Linked DNA regions of Mus musculus: region 2 is linked to region 1. Evidence: chromatin contacts called from public HiChIP or PLAC-seq data. All regions are on one chromosome and are shown on one strand. The core of a region is the stretch at or near the end of the contact, and the rest is flanking DNA. Distances in the headings are between cores, read along the strand shown.

What was found. HiChIP or PLAC-seq counts read pairs in DNA pulled down with a chosen protein or histone mark.
Region 2: an H3K27ac HiChIP or PLAC-seq map of regulatory T cells shows a contact between it and region 1, with 8 times the contacts expected there. The contact joins two enhancer-like sites. A contact is called at or near these places in 1 of 15 datasets of contacts at CTCF or cohesin (large pre-B cells), 1 of 484 Hi-C or Micro-C datasets (bone marrow-derived macrophages) and 2 of 115 datasets of contacts at active chromatin or transcription factors (embryonic basal ganglia and regulatory T cells).

Annotation. Positions count from the first base shown.
Region 1 is chr9:61,185,491-61,189,011 of GRCm38.p6, reverse strand. No RefSeq gene overlaps it. Among named protein-coding and RNA genes, the nearest start is that of Gm34105, 19 kb to the left of the region's middle. Within about 2 kb of position 1,886, at least 27 of the 459 cell types and tissues checked have an H3K27ac peak or open chromatin away from gene starts, as enhancers often do. A contact at or near this core is called in regulatory T cells, where this site is marked.
Region 2 is chr9:61,857,749-61,861,269 of GRCm38.p6, reverse strand. Gm34974 (a long non-coding RNA gene) reads left to right here. Exons shown (of 6, transcript XR_001779199.2): 6 at 240-1,093. Among named protein-coding and RNA genes, the nearest start is that of Gm34828, 37 kb to the right of the region's middle. Within about 2 kb of position 1,874, at least 46 of the 459 cell types and tissues checked have an H3K27ac peak or open chromatin away from gene starts, as enhancers often do. A contact at or near this core is called in regulatory T cells, where this site is marked.

The DNA of each region.
Region 1 (3,521 bases), core at 637-3,136:
AATAATTTATGCAAATAAACACACCCATCTCATTAGCACAACAGTTTGCTTGTCTGTAATAGATGATAAAACTACCTGCTCAACAAAGAATTGTTTTAAAATAAATTTCTTCATGATAGCTTATCAGTAAGTGTGTGATTTGCATAATCTGTCTAATATACATATACCTGGGGTTGCACCAACATTTTTTTGAGCAAGCAGAGATCACATGTGGAAAAATTGAAGGTGATCTGGTCTACAGATTGAGAAGGTGTGCTTTGGGCTGGAGAGATGGCTCAGCAGTTAAAAGCACTGGCTGCTCTTTCAGAGGATTTGTGTTTAATTCCTAGCACCTACTTGATAGCTCACAACTATCTAAGTCCAGTTCCAGGGGACCTGATGTCTTCATATTCATATATGCAGACCAATGCACATAAGAACATTAATTAATTAATTAATTAATTAAACAGGAGTTATGCTTAGACATGAGTTGTCCTCCTTGGGGTGCTGGCAGAGGAGCTATTAGATGGTATAGTCTATGAAGTAGAACCAGTAAGAGGTGATGTAAAAGATATGACCAATTAACTAATTGATGGTCAGCAGAACAAATCTGTTGTCTGCAGGGCTCACAGACAGCAGCTTCTGCAGCAGGTAGAATTCATCCACCCTTAGAAAAAGCTCAAATTTTGTTTGGAAGCCTTTCAATTGATTAAACTTGCCCCCTTTCTCATAACAGGGGAAAGACCCTCTTAGTGACAGTTACTAAGTGTGTGTGTGTCCTAGACATTAGCTCACATGCACAGCAGAGCGTAGGCTCGGGTTGGAGCAGAGTATCCAGCCTGGTCATTCTGCAGCAGGATGCTGGCAGACCTCTCCAGGGCTTCTTCCAGGACTGAGCTGAGGGTGGGTGACTCTCCTGATGGCTGATATTGATTGTAAATTTGATGTGATTTAGAATAGCTATGGAAACAAACCTGGGGCCTGCTCTATAAAGGATTGTGCTAACTGGGGTGTGAAGCCCTGCCCCCCCCCCCAAGTGCGGGCAGCATCCATTTACCAGCTGGGGTCTCAGACTGAATACAAAGTAGAAAGACAGCTGAGCCCCAGCTCTTGTCTCCATGCTCCCTGGCTGTGGCAGCAGTGTGATCAGCTACCCCAGCTCCTGCCATGTGACTTTCTCACCTCCATGGCATCTGTGGACTGTATGTTCAAGCTGTGAGCTAGAATAAACTTTTCCTTCCCTAAGTTGCTTTAAAGTATTTTGTAATTACATTATTTATTTGGGGTGTGTGTGTGTGTGTGTGTGTGTGTGTGTCTGTCTGTCTGTCTGTCTGTCTGTGTATACACATGCATGTGTAGGTCAGAGGACAACTTGTGTGAATCAGCTCTCCTTCTACCACATGGGTCCCAGGGATCAGGCTCCCATCATTAGGTTTCCCAGCAAGCCCCTTTACCTGATCAACTTCTTGCTCATTAACCCTTAATTTGCTTTTCCTGAATTTTGTTGGGGTAACGAGAAAAGTAACCAATATTGTACACTACTGTTTCTTATGACTAAAGTTTGCCCCAGATGCCACGGAGTGTCATAGACCACCCGAGGCTCTGCCCTGAGACAGCAGGAAGACAAGAAAAGAGGGAAGGACTCTGAGATCCTAGGTCCTAGCAGGAGCCCAGCAGTGTGGACAAAAACCACCTCTAACTAAACAGGGCCTATTGGGGGCCCCTTTCAGGGACTAGACCTCTAGGCTCAGTGGTGAGGGGTGATAGCCGGAAAGTGAAGTGGTTAGAGGTGTCAGACAGGAGGTTTGTGTGTGGCAGACAGGCAGGTGGGCGGCTGAGGTGTGGTTTCCTTAGCTACTGACTTGGAGACTTGTCTGACTTTCATTTGCTGCCTCAGCAGGTAGCAAGGTTTAAAATAAATCCGGGAGATAAAGCACAAATCCCCAAGCCAGTATCCTAGGCCCTGGGCAGACTCCCAGCACAGCTGTGGCACCCGAAAACTGTGTCTTTGGCTTCTCTGATGTCCCCTTAGAAGCCATCTTTCTCTCCCCTGCAGCTCTGAGACCTCCTCACCTCAGCCCCGCTGAGCTCTGCTCCCAGCTGCCGATTTAGATCGGATCAGCAAATTTCTCCCAAAGCTACACAGGTGCACAGAATGCACTAATCAAGGTTGGTGGCTTTGGCTGTCACCATTTCCTCAGAGATCTGAGACTCAGAAGGGAAGCATATGAGGAGACAGGAGCACAGATCTCTGCGTGGTGTGATGCTGGGAGCTTGGGCATCTGTGTGGGAGAAAGATCTGGAACACAAAACATGCTTGCACAAAAGTGTGGGCCCCCTAGAGAACACCAGAGCATAAACTGCCTGCTGGCTCACCCCTCCTTCTCTTCTCCCAGAGGAGGGACTCAAAGCTAGAGGAAGTGATAGCCAGGGTTAGGAAGCCACAGAGGCTGACAGTAGCAGCTCCCACTTTCCTGGGATGTAGACCCAGCTTGTCCCTGCTATAGCCAGCAAAGGAACAAGGGTAGATTTCCTGAGGCAGAACACCCTTACAGATCTCAATGGGCCACACATTCCTGGGCACCACTGTACTGACAATTTTAGAATTTTGATTTCTTTAAAAACATAGAAATGTTATAAGAATGTGTTTTTGTTTTAATTGCAGGTGTGGGGATATGAGGCTGCTTTGGGCCGTCTGCAGCAGCTGACTATGATTTGCCTCATGCTCTAGCAGAGGAGTGGTTTTGCCAGGGGCAGTTTCTGTGATTGTTTGACATTTGGAATTCTGGGAACTTTTCATAGGGTATGTGAATGCTAGAGCCTGGATAGGCCAGGTTGGTGGGTGTTGTTTGTCCAGCTGGTTGCAGTTTGTAAATAGCTGTGCTCAAAGAAGAAACAAAAGGAAATAAATTAGATACAGGGATCTCTATCTCTCTCCTCTCTCCTTTTCCTCCTGTCTAGTGATAGGGGGTGAAGCCAGGGGCAGGGAGTAAAGGGTGGGAAGAGGAAGAAGCCACAAAGTAGCAAAGCCCAGCTACACACCACCCTCTCTGACCACCCTAGCCTGACCCAGCAGGCAATATGGTGGCTTCTCTGCTAACCCTACTTTCCAACTTGGACTTGGGCAGCCTAAGTCTTCGTTCACTCCAGATCTGACAAGCACAGAGCAGTTTGAGTTCTGGCTTGTTGGGGAAGGGGTTCCTCTAGGGTTAGAGGCTGCCTGGAATGGCAGTGCTGAGACAGTAAGACATGCCCTGCCTATAGTGTCTCCAAGGTCCTGCTATTGTATAGCTGTTACTTCACTATGCTTTCTGCTTCCATCACAGTCTCCTCCCTGCTGTCCCACCTACCCCACCCTACCACACCCCACCACACTATTCTTTTAACACACATCTCCTGGCTCATGGTCAGTCACATACTCTTTTATTCCCCCTATGCTTTCCCTTTGGGTCAGTGTATTCAATAGCGTCATCTCCCGCCCGCTCTTTGCTTGCAGTGACACTCTTCTTTAAAGACTTCTTAGACAATTGCTTTAGCTTATG
Region 2 (3,521 bases), core at 625-3,124, 670 kb before region 1:
CCACTTACCAGAGCTTCTGATGTTTAGAATTTCTAGTTTTTAAAGATAAACAATATGTCCTAACCCACCAAGATTACCATTGCTGAGCTGATATCAGCGGTTGGCAGATGCACTGAGCCCTTTTTTAGGTTAGGAATGTCATTTGACTGTGTCCCATGACATGGTTGTGTTTGTCACCGATGGAGCCATTGGGTATCACTTGGTTCTTGTGTTCACCGTTCTCTGATTTCTCTTGTCAGGAGAGCTTCATTTGGACCCACTCTCAGGCATTGTGACTTCATCCCTTGTGCAGAGCTGTGAGGTAGAATTCAGACCCAGCTAATCAGAGATTCCCCTGGCCAAGGTGGTTGATTCTGGATGGTCATATGACCCAAAGAGAGTAAGTCACGTCTTGGAATGAGATCGCTCCCTCTCTGAAGGATGGGAAGCTGAGGAGGAACTGAACGGATGATGGAACGGATACTACAAAAGACAAAACTGTCTGCCTATTGGCTGCTCAATCTACGAGGCTGCATGTCCCAGCACTCATCTGGCCTGGACTGCCTGGGGGATTCCTGGAGAGCCACTGGTCTTCAGACCATATCAGAAGACCCAATAAGCTGGGTTCTGACATCAGCAATAGGTGGCTTCAGGGAGGATGTCGAGGTAGATGTGCTCATCAACAGGAAGCAAGGCAGGCAAATGAGCATCATTGCTCTCCCCTCAACATCAGCCTCATATCTGGGCGCCACCCACTCTAGGAGTGTCTTTTCTCTCCTCTGTCAATCCTTCTCAGAAATGCTCTCATAGACTTATCTGCTCAAAGACCTTAGTTGATTTCCTGATCCTACCAAGCTAGCTATTGCAGAGGGTGTAAGACCAGAAGTGACCACTAGAGGACACTGTGTCTAAGAGGTTTGCTGGGCGGTTCCCACCCAAAGTGGGCAGGAGCTGGAGTTAGAAACCAGGCTTGCTCAGGCATACAACATTTTTTTTTTATTTCAGTGAGTTTGAGCTGTTTGTGTGCTGCTATGTGCAACTTGAAGTGTCATAGTTGACATAAGAGCAAGTGTCCTTCATATTCCTGCTTGAAACTCAAGAGGGCTTGATCTGTGAAGGAGGTGGTAGCAATTTCAACCAGAGGGCTTTGTAGATCTGCTATTAGATGGCTGAATGCTGGTGGGTTTTCCTGGGGAGATGGTCTATTGCAGAAGATCTGGAGAGGAAAGGGATGGGTATCAGTCTGTGCCATACAGATCTGGATCTGGAGAGAGACAGAGACAGAGACAGACAGAGAGAGGGAGAACGAGAGAGAGACACAGGGAGAGAGGCACAGAGGCAGACAGAGACAGGAGAGACACAGAAACAAACAGAGAGACAGGAGACACACACACACACACACAGAACAAGAGAGAGAGAACGAGAGACAGACAGAGAGAGAGAGAGAGAGAGAGAGAGAGAGAGAGATCTGGATACAAAATAAAACCAAGCACCAGCCACCAGCACCTACAAACCAGTCACCTTGAAGGAAGCTTCCCTCAAAAGCTGTAGTGTGGTAGGTGGTATCACCCCAAGTGACCCAGGTGGAAGAGAGGGCTGCTTCCTGTCACTTCCGGTGTAGAGGGTTGAGTTAATTTCCTGCCCGAGGCTCCACTGCGGCTGGTTTCTACAAGTCCCTGTGTTTATTAATTCATTTACGCAGTTAACCCCCCCTCTTTCCATTCCCCCCTCACGTCTCCAGCAGCCATTCCAATAAGCTTTCTTACTAACCTGTTCACACACAAAATGATCCTACCTCGAGTCTTAAATGGCTTATCAATCACAGTCCTAGGTCTGAGTGTTTCCTTCCCCTGTGGCTTTAAGATCCATCAGGTCGCCGCGTGCACGTTTGACCCCTCCCTTCCCTTTGCCTAGCACACACACTTCAGATCGGGCGTCCCCTGCGTCCTCTTCTGTGCTCTGAGCCTCTGAGCTCTGCTGCCCAACTCCCTCTCGCAGGTCAGCTGGAGATTGGAAGCGTTCCTGTGGCTTCAGCTTGGAGGCATCACCAAGGTGGCCCACGGGTCGCCCCTGTGGAAGGGGCTGGCCTATGAGGACAGCAAGACAAGGCTGCCTGTCAGTTGATGACAACCCACAGAATTGGACCTTATGGGGCATGAATTTGAAGCTATAAATTCTGAGTGACTTTCTTAGGTGGCCATGGGTCACTACACAGTCCACAGAGAGGGGTTGTCAGGTTGTACAGTTCCTGTGTCATTGGTGTTTGGAGAATTAATCTGTGCTTGCACGTGTGCAAATACACACACACATGGATGTATGTGTTCATAGGAGAGCCTCAGTTGACATTAGGTGATGTTCACCTTTTTAAAAAAAATGTATTTATTTTTATTTTACCTTCATGAGTGTTTTGCGTGCATATATGTATGTATGCTGTGTGTGTGCCTGCCACCCATGGAGGACAGAAAGGGGTGCTGGATTCTTTGAAACTGGAGTTACAGATGGTTGTGAGTTGCCTGATTTGGGCACTGGGAACCAAACTCTTGTTTTCTGTATGAGCAACAGATGCTGTTAACCACTGAGCCACCTCACAAACCTTGCATGCCGTTTTTTGAGACAGAGTCTGTCACTGCATGCATGGCTCTGCCTGCAGTTGTCTCCCCTGCCCCTTCCGCAGATCTGGGCTTCTGAGGAAGCTCCTGTGCTGTGCAGGACAAGGTGGGTAGCTTCATAACCCACAATGATCCCTGTTTAGTGAGGGCTGCAAAACAGAGCTGAGCCTCCTCCCTGGCACCATTTCGCAGGGGCCTCCTGTTTCTCCGAGGCCCCACATTTCTAGATATTTTTGAACAGTACAAGATCCTGGTCCATGATGGTCCCAGAGCTTTAGCGGAGTGACAGCACTCTTAAACCCAGAAGATGCGTTAGTGGCCTAGCCTCCCCAGGCAGGGACATCCAAAGACTGGGGTGTGCTCAGTCTCGCTGGCTGCAGCTGCAGGCAGGAGTGTGTAAGGCCTGTGGTCAGACCTGAGTGGGGCTGAGAGGGGCCAGGCAGAGACCCCAGGGTTGCTCTTGGTCTGTACCTACCCCTTCCTCAGGCGTAGGAAGTGTGGCCAAGACCTCGTTCCAGAATGATCTGGGCAAATCAGCAGGGAAACCTGAGAGTTCAAGACCAGTTAGTTCAAGAGGGAAATAACCCACCAGCACTCATAAGTGGCTGCCGCTGACGTGAGGTCACTAAGTCATTAAATCGCATCTCTTGCCTTTTGCCTTCTGTGGCTTCTGGCTGGCTTTCAGCTTCACCACTGTGTGTGTGTGTGTGTGTGTGTGTGCTTCCTTTTTCTCTTTCTGGGGTGTGGGGGCAGGATCCAGGCCTCGGTTCTCCTCTAGCCCAGGCTGGACTCCAACTTAGTATGTAGCCAAGGCTGACCTTGAACTTCTGACCATCCTTTATCTACCCTTTCAGTGCTGGGATTACTGCTCCGTGCCATCATCCCTAGTTTGATACTGTGCTGGGGACAGACCTGGGGCTTTGTCCATGTTAG